2 separate regions of the Urocitellus parryii genome follow, and region 2 is linked to region 1. Evidence: chromatin contacts called from public Hi-C data. All regions are on one chromosome and are shown on one strand. The core of a region is the stretch at or near the end of the contact, and the rest is flanking DNA. Distances in the headings are between cores, read along the strand shown. Region 1 holds the start of Kif5b (kinesin family member 5B). Region 2 holds the start of Epc1 (enhancer of polycomb 1).

Evidence for each region. A called contact is a pair of places that touch in the nucleus more often than the background predicts.
Region 2: a contact with region 1 is called in a Hi-C map of muscle, with 4 times the contacts expected there. The contact joins the promoter of Epc1 here to the promoter of Kif5b in region 1. A contact is called at or near these places in 2 of 2 Hi-C or Micro-C datasets (liver and muscle).

Annotation. Positions count from the first base shown.
Region 1 is chr9:52,056,569-52,063,143 of mUroPar1.hap1, forward strand. Kif5b (kinesin family member 5B) reads right to left here and starts at 2,901. Exons shown (of 26, transcript XM_026405164.2): 1 at 2,303-2,901. The coding sequence starts at 2,428.
Region 2 is chr9:52,258,567-52,265,141 of mUroPar1.hap1, forward strand. Epc1 (enhancer of polycomb 1) reads right to left here and starts at 2,634. Exons shown (of 14, transcript XM_026405172.2): 1 at 2,209-2,634. The coding sequence starts at 2,361.

The DNA.
Region 1 (6,575 bases), core at 1,651-4,150:
ACCAGGAGATGAATCTCTGGAGATTTTCTAATTTTGTTCCTTCCAGTTGCCCTATGATTGATTGAAAAAACTGAACAAAATACACAATTTTCACATAATAAATGTACCTATTATATGCAAGAAAGCAGTTCCTGAAAATAATGAACTACCCATTCCCTTACACTTTTTAAGGCTATGTAACCGAATCATAATGTATTTTCCCTTATACTTTCTAAAAAGACCAACAAAAGGCTCACAAGTTTATCTAAAGGTGAACAAAATGCTTATTACTGATTCATAAACAAAACACCTATCCTTTACTTCTAATATTTTCATTTATTCCTACTTTGAAAGAAACATAAATTTTCCAAAGGAAATGGCCTAGAATAATGTTTGGTTCCTATGGTAATTATTTGGTTTCTTTTAAGTCTTTCTTCATATTTTAAGTCATATTTGAGCAAAAAAGTTTACTTTCTAACCTAATCATAATAATTTTGTGAGTCCTAGATTTTAGCATTCCAACAAACACAATTCTTATACTCATAGGTTTGTTTAAAAACAAAAGTCTGAAGAGGCAATACAAGTGGGAAAGAAAAAATAGCTATGTTAAGTAAAGCATTGCTGAGTAATCACAAAAACTTAAGAAACTGGTAGCCTCAAGTTTGACAACTAATCCAGGAGTCTCATGCATCCACTCATTCCATGTCAATGCCATGGAAAATATATCCTCCTAAAGGAAAAGGATCACTGTGCTTAACTTCTCCGCCTTGCTATGATGTCATTTATAGCTAGAGTTTTTCTTGCAGACTTGTTAACAAAGAACTGGCTTGACAGTTTTCACACAGCAGCAGTTTGCAGTTATTAGTGACCTAATGATTTTTCTTTTTTTCCCTCAAAAGCCTATTAAGAGGATAAGTTAACACATTCATTTTCTAAAGTTGAACTTTGGAAACCTTCACATTAAAATTCCAAACAAATTCAGTCCTGTTTTCTACATTAATACTTTCAAGTCATCAATGTCTCATCTCCTGTGACCTCTCTGTTCTATTTCCAAATTAAACAGCACAAACAATACACTAAATAAAAAAATGCATTAGAGGAAACAATGTACTAACATATTACAATTGTATACCCTGATAACAATGTAGGAAAAAAAAAGTACTACCACATGACATTACCAAAATAGATGAATTTAATTTTTAGTCATAGTTCACTGTATTGTATGCAATATCTTATTCACATTTAATCTACTAGAACTAAAAATGCTACTTTCTCAGATCTCAAAAAATCCTCACTTCTGGTCTTCCTAAATGATAGTCAAAACTAATTGTTCTACCCGAGGAAAGAACAATGGTTTATTATCTCTGGGATTACCAAAATCAATTTTCTTCAACGTGGACCTTAACTGTATAAATATGAATCCAACAATGGTCAATTGTTACTTTTAAAAAATATCTTTATTTTGTTTATTTTTATGTGATGCTTAGGATTGAACCCAGTGCCTCATATGTGCAAGGCAAGCCCTCTACCACTTAGCCACAACCCCAGCCCTCAACTGTTACTTTTTATAAATTTGTTTTTATTAGTACTTTCTGTCTGATACAGTGGTAACACTTTTTCCTAAACTGCTACCCCATAAAACCGAGTAAATTTGAGAGTCTGAATTTTTCTGACTCTCAAATCTTAATCTGCTTAAATCTACCATAAAATTAAATTGATAATTCCGATTTTAAGGAAGACGATTTCTTTTTACCGTCCTCGATTTTTCACAGTAACTGTTTAAATGAAAAGTCATTCATCTCTCAAAAGATAGGTAGGTGAACATTTGAGACAGGTACGTTAGCTTTCCAAAACTAGTTTTATACTAAGCATCGTAAGAGTTAAGATACATTAGGGCTGGTTTCATGGCTCAATGCTTTAGTTAAACTCGGAATTAATATTACACATTTAATGAATGGTAAATGAGACGGGGGGCATAATCCAAGATACCAACAGCATCAGCAACAGTAGGAGCACAAACACTGGCAAAAGTGCCCTAAGCTCGAGGGTTCCCCCAGAGCCCCAGGTGGGGGAGTGTCCCAGGCTGAGCCTAGGCGCCTCCCATCTCCCCGCGCAGAGGACCCGGGTGGGGACGATCCAGGAATGCCACTGGACTCAACTGAACAGTTTCCACGACTGAGTGATTTGAACCTGCGAAAACCCGCAGGAAAGTGTTCGGGACACCAGTGTTCCCTCTCGATTCTGCACCCCGCCACGTCCCTGAACTCCCAGCCCAGTCAGGCTCCAAGAAGCCGCACGAGAGGTGGGGGCGGGGGTCACTCACCGCGATCATGACCGTGTCTTCTCCCTGAAACTTGGCGATATACTTGTCGCCGCGGTTCACCTCAGACTCGTTGAGAGGTCTGAAGCGACACATTACTTTGATGTTGCACTCGGCTGGGTCCGCCATCTTCCTTGCAGCCCGGGCCAGAGGCCGGGAGCCACTCCCCGCCTCTCAGTCTTGGAGGGAGCGGCCTGACCTGAGGGTCCGGGGTCGCAAGGGACTTGAGAGTCAGCCGTCCGCCGCGCCGCGCCGCGCCGCGCTTCCCCAGGTAGGGGCGGCCGGGGAGCCGGGACTCTAGAAGCCGGCGCCCGCAGCCCTGGCCCCGAGGCTCACTTCCGATCCATCATGGCAGCCATGGCGGCGGCTGTACCCGGTAGACCGGCGGCTGCTCCTTCAGCGTCTCCCTCGCGGGGCTGGGCAGGCTCCTGGAACTGGGGAGATGCTGGGGCCCTAGAAAGTGGCCCTCTCCTTTCTCCCGATAACGAGCAAGTCGGGCCCACCTGTCCGCCCGCGCGGCTGTCCACTTGCCGGCTATACTGCCGGCTGACGCCCGATCCCTAGAGGCCACAGACCGGCGACTGGGCGCCGGGCAGGGTGGCGCTGAGGGGAGGACTGCGCAGGCGCGGTGGCCCGGCCGTCCAGACAACCAATCCCCGCTCGCTTCGCGCCGGCGGCTCAGCTGCCACTCCGGGCGGGGGTCGCAGATTCAAGATCTCTGGAAGTTCAGCGCAGAAATTCCTTTACAATCAGCGGCGGCTGTGTGCGACCAATCCGACCCGCCGCCGAATTCTTTAGACTCTCTCAGCCAACTTTTCTTTGGGAGAGAAGGAGTTTAACTATTAATGTTTTAGTTTAAATACATTTCCAGATCCCTATAAGGAAGTGTTTGCTTTCGTTTTTGCCCTGGGGAAAACATCACCTTTTTAAATCGCGCTTCCAAAAAAGGGAGGTTTGAATGAAGGGTGGGGCATGGCTCTCCTTGACGTAGTTGCTCCTTCTTCAGCTAATAGGTGGGAACCCAGGAGTAAGGGGGGTGTGGGGTGAGATTTCTCCTAAGGAATTAAAAAGGTTGCTGAAGAAATGTGGAGCAGTAGGATGAGATGGAGAGCCCCTCCACTCCCCTCACCCCACAGTTTCTGTCATCCTCAGTTGTCCAGGGCCTAGCATCGCACAGGTGGGTGGCAGCCTCCCAAACCTGCACAGGAGCAGACTCATACATATTCAATCAATCAATCAGGGGTCTTACTTTCCCCCAACAATAGATTTACAGAATTCATCAATCTCAATGAGGGGAGAGGGTTGGGATGGGTATGACTGACCTGTAGCATAAAGATGCTCTTAAAAAGGCCTAGATAAATTTGTGGATTACATGTCTAAGTAATCCACTCCAGAGGCTGGTAATGTAGCTCAGTGGTAGAGCACTTAACAGAGCACGTTTGAGGCCCTGGGTTCGATTTCCACCACTACAAAAAATTATTTTTAGAAGAAGGATACCATATATCTTCTTCATGCGGAAATGGCTCTGGGGTGCTGAGAACTTCAATGACATTTAAAACTCTCCCTCCGGCACTCAGTTTTTGTTTGTAAAATGAAAAATTGGACTATGAAAACCTCCAGTGTCTTCTGTGCTCATCCAAGCATCCTAATACCTCCAGAAATGAACCTATTGTTTTGTAGGTTTAGTTTGACATGCTAAGTGAAGGAGAATTTACACCAGCAGGATGGTGGAGCATCCCACCAAACAAAGGAAAAGGTGGAGTAATCACAGGCCATTGGGGAGACGTGAGGCATCCTGGTAAAATTTAAATGACACAGTGTTTTGAAAGGCCTCATGAGAAACAGAACTATGAGTAAAAGCATCAAATTTAATATAGATGTGAAACCTGCAAATTTAATATAGATGTGAAATGTCTTCAGAAACACCCTTCCCCCCACCCCACCAAAAAAAACCTCTTCACCTATCTTGGAAATCAAGGCTATTTCTCTATATATTAGATTCTCCAGGCAGGAATGTTTTGTTCTGACTGTTGTAATTTGTAACAGTAATTTCTGATTAGTCTATGATTTTAGAGAACAATGTTTCTCAGCAAGAAACCAGTAATCAAAGAAAGAGGTTGTTGTGACACTTTATGGATTCAGCATGTCCTTGAAGGAAATACTTTTCCCTGTTCATTTTGAAACTGTGTTTTTTAGCCCAGTCTGATGGGGTAGATTTTCTTTTTTCTTTTTCACCTCTTCAGTCTTTTTATTCTTCATCTTATTTCTCCATTATCTCTATGTCCTATTACCCTTATCTCTAATTTCAGAAAAATTAAAAAACAGCTATCTCCCTCTTTAAAATTAATTTTCACTTACATCCTGAATTCTAACTCCAATAACTGGATTATACCAATGTTCATCAGCTTCTTATATATTTAATTTCTCCCTTTTCTCAGCTTCCTTGAAGGAAAAACAGGAAACAAATATGCTTAATCTTTCCGTCTTTCAAACAACAACAAAACCTAACACTTTCATTGCTGACTGTTAGTCTCTGTCAAAGATAAAGCCAGACCCTAAAGTGATAAGGACAGATTTTAATCAGTAATAAACTATTGCAATAAGCGTTAAAAATTATAAACAAACAACAATGACAAAAAAACAGGAAGTGGAAGTTGTTTTATGTGAAACCTATTTGAGTTTGTTTACTGGTCATATATAGAGGTTAGGTTTCTACACTTTCACAGATGCTGAGAGATAAGGACCCTATCTTCTGTTGTTTTCTGGTAGTGTTTTCTGTGAAATGTACTTTAAAGGCAGCTGGGGTCATCCTAGGGATGTGTCATTCAGCTATTAGAAGTTATGTTAGTATTTTGTTCAAGAACTTATAGGCCAAGGGTGAGGCCTAACTGAGAAAGACCTCAGAGGAACCTGACTAGAGTTCAGTCAAGAAGAGAACCTTGTCACTTTTGTAGTATATGTAGGTGAAATTCACTAGAAAGGATTATGTCCCACTGCTCAGAAGCAGCCCCATCTGATAATAGCAGTGGTTATTTAACTCTCTACATGAAGAATGTGGGCCCAACATTGTTAAGTCTTCCTGTTTTCCAAAAAAGGCATAATTTAGATAGTGTTTAAACTCCTGATGTTAAATTAAATTTGCCATCAATATAATAATAATTTAAATAAATAAGTAAAATGTGTCTAGTATGCTAGATACAGGTGTGCTGCCAGCTCAGCCTTTGCAGCAGGATGTCATGAAGGTTTTATCCTCAGTCTTCTGCTCTATTATCTCTGAGCTCACTTCCTCAACAATTGCTGGAATCTCTTTGTCTACAACCTTACCTTTTCATCTGTATGATGTTCCCATCTCTCTAGCCATCTTATCATAGCATATATACTATACTATAGCCTCAAATTTAGCATTTCAGAAATGGAATTAAAGCTGGCCACAGTGGCACATGCCTGTGATCCCAGGAGCTCCAGACATCTGAGGCAGGAGGATAGTGAGTTCAAAGCCAGCCTCAGCAACAGCGAGATGCTAAGCAACTCAGTGAGACACTATCTCTAAATAAAATATAAAATAGGGCTGGGGATGGGGCTCAGTAGTCGAGTGCCCCTGAGTTCAATCCCTAGTACCTACCTGCCTCCCTCCCCCCCCCCCCCCCCCCCCCCCCCCCGCTGCCCCGCCAAAAGAAATGGAATTGTCTTCCACTCCCTGCCAAGACTTAATTCAACTACTCAGCTTTCTAGTTTTGATGACTGGAATCAATCAGCATCCTTCCAGGTTAAGAAGTTTACAATCACTGGTAACTAGTCTGTATCTGAAGTTCCTCAGTTCTCCACTCCATTGCTCTCTTTTGTTCCCCAGCTTGGGAAATCTGAGGAATAATTGATCTAGAGCAGTGATTTCCATATTCTTCTCCATGGAAACAGAGGTTCCAAAGAGGTGACTCAGGAGACTTTCTGGGTATAGGCAGGGAAAGGAGGTGAATAGAAGGGCCACAGAATGAGGCTCTGGGAATCTCTATAAGGTACCAATCAACTTCTATTGACCCTCAACCCACACCACTTCCTTTTTCCTGAACAGCAGATTCTGAAAGTTCAGGCTTCATTAAAACAAAAGCCAGAAAAGAAAGTGTCCTGCAAAAGCCTTCTGCTTTCAGACCTGCTGTGCATACTTCTCCTGGACAAGGGAGCATCAAGATCATGAGTGTCACCACAAAAATAGAGGAGAAAGGGCTGGGGCTATAGTTCAGTGGTAGAGTGCTTGCCTAGCATGTGTGAGGCACTGGGT
Region 2 (6,575 bases), core at 1,384-3,883, 200 kb after region 1:
AACAATGCATAACATGCTTCTTTCAAAATTGTGATTTATATGACCTACCACTAAGGACATGAAACCACAGGATTGTAGAGCAGTTTGTTTACCGGGAACTTTTTACATTCTTCTATTAAGTTTAGTACCTATTCAGCTTCACTGATCATACACAGTTTTGGTTGGTTGGTTGTGAAGTGAAAACTTTTTAAACAGGTGATGGAAAAAGACAGCATGACAGAAGAAAAAAATCCCTATGACCCTCAAAAATGGGGGATCCACATGCTATGACCTAGTGATAGCTACTGTACTTCAGTGAGCAAAAATTATCTGCAAAATTTAACACGCATGATACTTCAGTTGAACTCTGCTCTCATTTTAGGTTGTAGCTCTTGGGACTCTCCAAAATATTCATAGAAGCAAGACTTAACTAAAGTTCTAAAGCATTCTGTATTGCTGTCTTGCTTTAATCAGGTTCTCCCATTCCTTGGCTGCAAAACAAGAACTACAAATTAATTTCCAGGGCAAGGTAACACCAACTCCCTAACTTAAAAGTTATTATCTGTTAAAATTATAAAGAGAAACAAAAATAAAACCAAAAGACAAGATTCTGCAGTCACAAGTACTTTAATTTTAAAAAAACAAATCACTTATTTAAAAATAAACAAATGGCACCATTCTACTCTAAGATCATACAAGTAAAATAAAAGGTACGATTCTCATAGGTAATGTGCTGAAAGTCAGTACTACACTAGACAATCTCAACTACTACATACACTTAACTTATCTGTAAAGTTGGATGCTACTCTCAAAAAGTAACATTTGACTGTCACAACTATTTTATTTTAAAAGGTTAACCAACCCAAAGAGTTTAAAGAGTTTTATTTTCAAAGATAACATTACAGAGCATAGTTTCTACATTAAAAATTCTTACAAAACCAATAGAAGTATTACAGTACAATTTTCCACAACAAATTTGTAGCACACAAGTCCACGCGAATCCTTGACTTCCTTGAACTGTCAATACACTGCACCCTGTTTAAATGGCTGTACCTGAAAACCAAGGTATGCAATTCCTTAGGATTAGAAGTCATCAAGTTATACTGTCAAGGATCTGGGGGAAATGAGAGGAAGATTCTATTATCCTTGTGTCTGAACCCAACTTCCACAACAAGGTAAAGCCATAGCTATGACTGTCAATTAGCTGTAAAGTCATTTAAATATTAAAACCCACCCAATTTAGACATCTCAATGTTAAGATCTCTGAACGAATTCACTTAAGTCCCGTTATGAATTAAAAAGGACCCTCTTTGGTCTTCGACATTTACTTAAATCAGACCTTTTCCCTCCCTTTGAGATATCTGAAAGCAGGCGAAATTAAATTTATTTTACAGATAAAAAATAATAAAGTTGCAGGGCTTTGGAAGAGCCACTTAGTCCAAACAAATCTGCAACATATTTTTCAGGATCAAAGAAAAAGTCAGGGATAGTCGTTTACTATCCTCCGACTAACTGGCACAGGGATTGCATGCACACGTTCCAGAAAGAGGATACTGCAAATAGTAAGTTTTCTATGAAAGTTAAGTCGTCTGGGCAAACACGGAGCATCTCGACATCTCATTCAGGGAGAGGACACCAGCCTCAAATGCCTGCAGTCCGCCTGGCCCGGCCCTCTGAGGCTCCACGTGGGGTTGCACAGAGCCCAACACGCTGTCCAGGCCTCCGGGAAGTGAAACTCCCCGCCGGTGCGCAGAACTGCGCTCCTGGGCGCGGGCAGCGGCGCGGAGGCCACAATGGCCCTAGAGCGCCGCCCAGCGGGCCGCGGAAAAGCTGCAGGCGGGCCCGCGGTTCCCGGCTCGCCGCACCCCCACCGCCACCCAGCCTGTTCCCCTCTCCGGATGCACAAGGCCCAACCCAAGAACTGAGACCACAAAATGGCTGCCGGCAGCCTTGTCACGTGACCCCTTTGTGCCTTTCGGGCCCCCGAACTCCGCGGGGCCCGGGTACAAGTGACCGGGGTCGGCGGGTGGCCTTCGAGGAGGGCCCGCCGGGCCGCGACGGCCGGGGGTCTAGGCCGGGGAAGGCAGGGTAAAGGCCCGGCCGGCGACCGAGAGTCGGCGGCGAAGAGAAGATGGCGGCCATTTTGTGTGGGTCTGCTGCTCCGCCGCCGCCGCAGGCAGCAGAGGAGCGGGGCCTGGCGGTGGGTCGGACAGGGGAGTTAACACGTACCGACTCCTCTTCCTTCTCCATTCCGGTGGGCATCTGCGGCACGGCCCGGTTTATCGAGGCGTATTCGTGCAGGTCGGGCAGATCCTCACAGCGGAAAACCGGCAACGGCTTCGAGGCGTCTAGCGCCCGCGCCCGAAACGACAGTTTACTCATCTCAGGCGCAGCAGATACCTCTCCGCTCTGGGGAAACGGCCCCGGCCAGCGGGATCATGGAGAACCGGGGGTTCGGTCCCCACTCGCGTACCGCTGCCGGGGACTTGAGGGGCGGAGCGCAAAACCCGCCGTCCGGGCACTAACACCAGCCGGGAGGGTGGGAGGCTGTGCCGCTCCGCTCCTCTCTCGCTCGCTCTCTTCAATACGCCATGGCCAACATGGCGGACATTAAAACTCCACTGTGCGCTCTTCAGCCAACCCCAGCCATTCCCCACACTGCATCGCGCAGCGGCGCGGGCACGCGGGGGGGGGGAGCGCGGGCTCGAGGCCGGCGCCGGCACGGAGCGCGCGTCCCGCCAACCCCCGGCGCCCGCCACCTAGCTCCCCGCGCCGGGCTGCCGCGGCCCCCGCCCTCCGCCGGCCGGGGGGCGGCAGGCCTAGGGGGCGGCGGCGCTGGCGGGCGCTCGGACGCCGGGAGCCGGCCTGCGGGTACCGCTCGCCCTCCAGCGCTCAAGCTGCTCGCTCACGCTCGCTCCCTCCCAGCGCCGTTTTCTGACCCGCGAAGGTGTCGGAAAACTGTCTCCACCCGCACGCCGGCTTTTCGAACGGCAGCGGGGGAGAGCTGTTCGGCGGTGCTTTTGCCCCGGAGTCCCGGGCTCGGGCACCGGTGTCATCCCTGCCTGGTGCTTCGAGGGGTCGAGGCCGCCGTCGCCGGGCGTCCGAGGGGCGCTCCGGAGGCGCTGCCCACATCCTACTGATCGCGGCAATTTAGGACTTTAAAATAAAAATGCAAACGAAATCAAGGGCAAAACGTTACTCTGGGTAAACTTTTTAGCAGCAATTATTTTTATGTCATGAAACTTTGGATCATTTTATAGTATCATTTAAGTATCCATGACATTTGATCATTGGTCAGGTTCCCACCCACCCCGCTCATTATAAATGCTATTCTAATTCCGCTCCAAAGTAATTTTTTCCCCTCCAGTTTTACATTTTAACTATTCATGTATACTATTTTATTGTAACTGATGCAAAGGATACGATGTAATCTTTAGAGAAAACATTTGAAGCACGGCCTTCAATTCTAGAGCGAGTTCTTTATATCTACTTGGTGTTTGTATTGGAAGCAAATGCTGTTTCGACCTAGCCACGGATTCACACTTGTCATCTATTCTCTGAACAGCTTGATAAAATTTAATCTTATAAAACCTGTAATGCACTCGCCAATCCCCCCGACTCCCCACATAAGGAAAGGCTGAATTATTATGAGAGATTAGATGATATGATAGATTACTAACATTTATTTGGTTCATATTACATATGAAAATGGGTATCCAGAGATCTCCTTCCAGTGGGTTTAATAAGTTTGGCAGCAAAATTTCAAATGTTCACCCAGAAAAAAAGAAAAAAATTGTCCGCTTTTCCTGCTAAAGGCTACGTAGTAAAAATAATCGTTAAATACTGGTTTTCATATGAGGTGTTATTAGCTTAGGACATACAGGCAAACTGCTATCTTCCAGGTTGGTTTCTAGGTGCCATTAATTATCACCCTTATTACCAAGTGTGCTGTAACAGCACACTTGGGGAAATTCTAGCATACTTTACTACACTTCACCAGGTGGGGGGATGATAAAGAGGTAGATTGCTGTTCTCCAAGATTATTCTAAAATTCCAATATTGAAAATTCACCTCTATAAGGCAGAGGAACTTAAACCTACCTTTGCTACATGGAGACCATGCATTTATTTATTCACTCAATGAGCAAACATTTAGAGTCCTTATAGACTTCTTAGTGTGTTGCTGCTGACTTGTCAACCACAGGACTCCTGGAGGAGCTCACACAGTGGGGAGCAATACAGGTGAATTCTAATTGCCACAAGCAGAGGGGTGTTTTGATGAATAGACTGGGAATAGACTGGAGTGGTGTCCAATCCAGGGAAGTGATTCTAATAAAGTATTCAGGGAAGACTTTTTGGAGGAGAAGATATCTGAGTCAAATTATGTGGGATAAGTATGGGTTAATGTAGCAAAATATGAAGGGAAGAAAGATATCTTAGGCAAGGACAGTAGCAAAGACCTCAGAGCAGAGAGTGCATGTCACATTCTGGGAACCTCCCAGCTTTAATGTGGAATATGACACCTATTTAGCCAGATTTAACCATTCTGAAAATACTGGCTAATTATAACAATACAATAACAGCCCTCTCCAACCTACAATATTAGATTCCTGAAAATCCTAGTAGTGGAATTTATGATTAAGGAACTTGGATTTTATAGGACAAAACAGGGTCTTAAGTCATGAGTGAACCAAGGAAGTGATTTTTTTTTAAACTTCACTAAAATAACAGCATGCAGAAAACTGTTTCACATTTGGTTCTGAAAGATGGCAAAGAATCCACTAGTAATGGGAATTAAATGGTAGAAGAAAAGGTATTCCTGGGAAAACATAATGTTTGAACAGTTGTTAATAATGGACACTCTACAAATAAATCCCTTGTTTTCTAGAAATTCTCAAATCATCCTCTGTGGTAAGTTCAGAGATATGCTTACAAATTCAGTAGATCTTTTGCAGATCATATACTAGCAAAGGGACATTCTCTTTCCCCTTAAATCTCTACTCATTGCCCTAGATTTCCCATTCCCAGTTCCTTCTAAGTTTCCAAGGACCCAGAGGCTTGAGCCTCAAGTCTGTCCTATATCCAGTACATGTCTTTCCCTCCTAAAGGGCAGGAGTATAGCTATAAAGATTCAGATTTAATTTTCTTCAACTTTCTTTATATAACCCAAACATTCCTTGAAAAAATAGTTAATCCTGCTCTATTTTTAACTTTCCTTTCTATTTCCAACTTAAAGTTTCCTTTTTCTAAGTGTCCCAACAATAGTGACTTAATATTCTCAACGCTGCAAGAATGTATACTAGGGTTAACCCCAAGTATACTAACCTTTCCTCAAAAGGAAATATGCATAAAAAGGAATTGCAATGTTTAAACAGTTTCAGTTCATGTCACAATTGTATGATAGCGAAGTACACAGTACTGTCATTGCAAGGGATACAAATAAGGTACTGGTAAATGGATAGCCAGTTAATCAAATGACAAGCAATGTAGTGAAATGCAGCGCTCTGGAAGTTCCAGATGAATGGATCAGACATTATAGAGAAGGCAGCATGAAATTTGGTTCTGAAAGATGGCAAAGATTCCAGCTAGTAACAGGAATGAAAGAGTAGGAGAAAAGGGAGAAAACACAACTGTATGATCCAGCTGGAGGGAGGAGCAACTGGCAGGTGGCACTGAGGATGGAGAGTTTTAGATGGCCAGAGTTCAGTAGGATACTTCAACAAAAATGCTGTTGTATGATGAAACAGGTAAGAATTTGAGTGGACAGAGTAGGATAAGAAAGTAGAGACATAGTCTTAATGGTAATAATAATTATGTACCATGTTATCCTAATGAAATGTGATTTGTTTTTATATGAAGAACCCAGTACACAGCCCTTAGCAGGGCTTCATAGTGCATGTCACCAAATCAGTATACCTCAAACCCTACTTTTATTCAGTATCTCCCTTTCCCCAAGCATATATTATAACTGTTATTTATTTATTTTCCTATTAGTAAAGCCAAATTCAAATTAAAGTCCTCCTATAATTTTGCCTTACTCTCTCCAGCATCATCTCTCTTTATTGCTTAAGTCTTTAGATGTTCAGTTCATCTCATCAACATCTTCAGAAATCAACACATTTTCCCTGCTTCCTGATTTTTATTCGTTCTTTTCTCTCCTCTGTTATAGTAGACTATAACCCATCTACTTGTAGCTACTGAACTCCTATTTTACAGGAATGTCTTGGAGATTAAATAAAACAATCCATGAAAGGCATTTAGAATGGTTCCTGCCCACAGTGAGTACTCAGTAGATGTAAGCTACTGTTATTATCCTTCAAAATCCAACCCAGATATCACCTCTTCAATGAAATACTGACTATTTAATCTGCCTGGGCTCTAATTCCCTAATCTGAAGAACAAGGGAACAATTAGATGAATTCAAAATAATTCCCAAACCTACAAGAAACTTCCTCATCGCTGATATCCGATTACTAAACTTTCGATCAGTGAGAGTAATACCTACTATTCATTGAGCACTCACTACATGCTAGGAGATGCAGAAGAACTTTGCCTTATTTCATTTATTTTCATGCCAGCCCAATTATGTATGTCTTG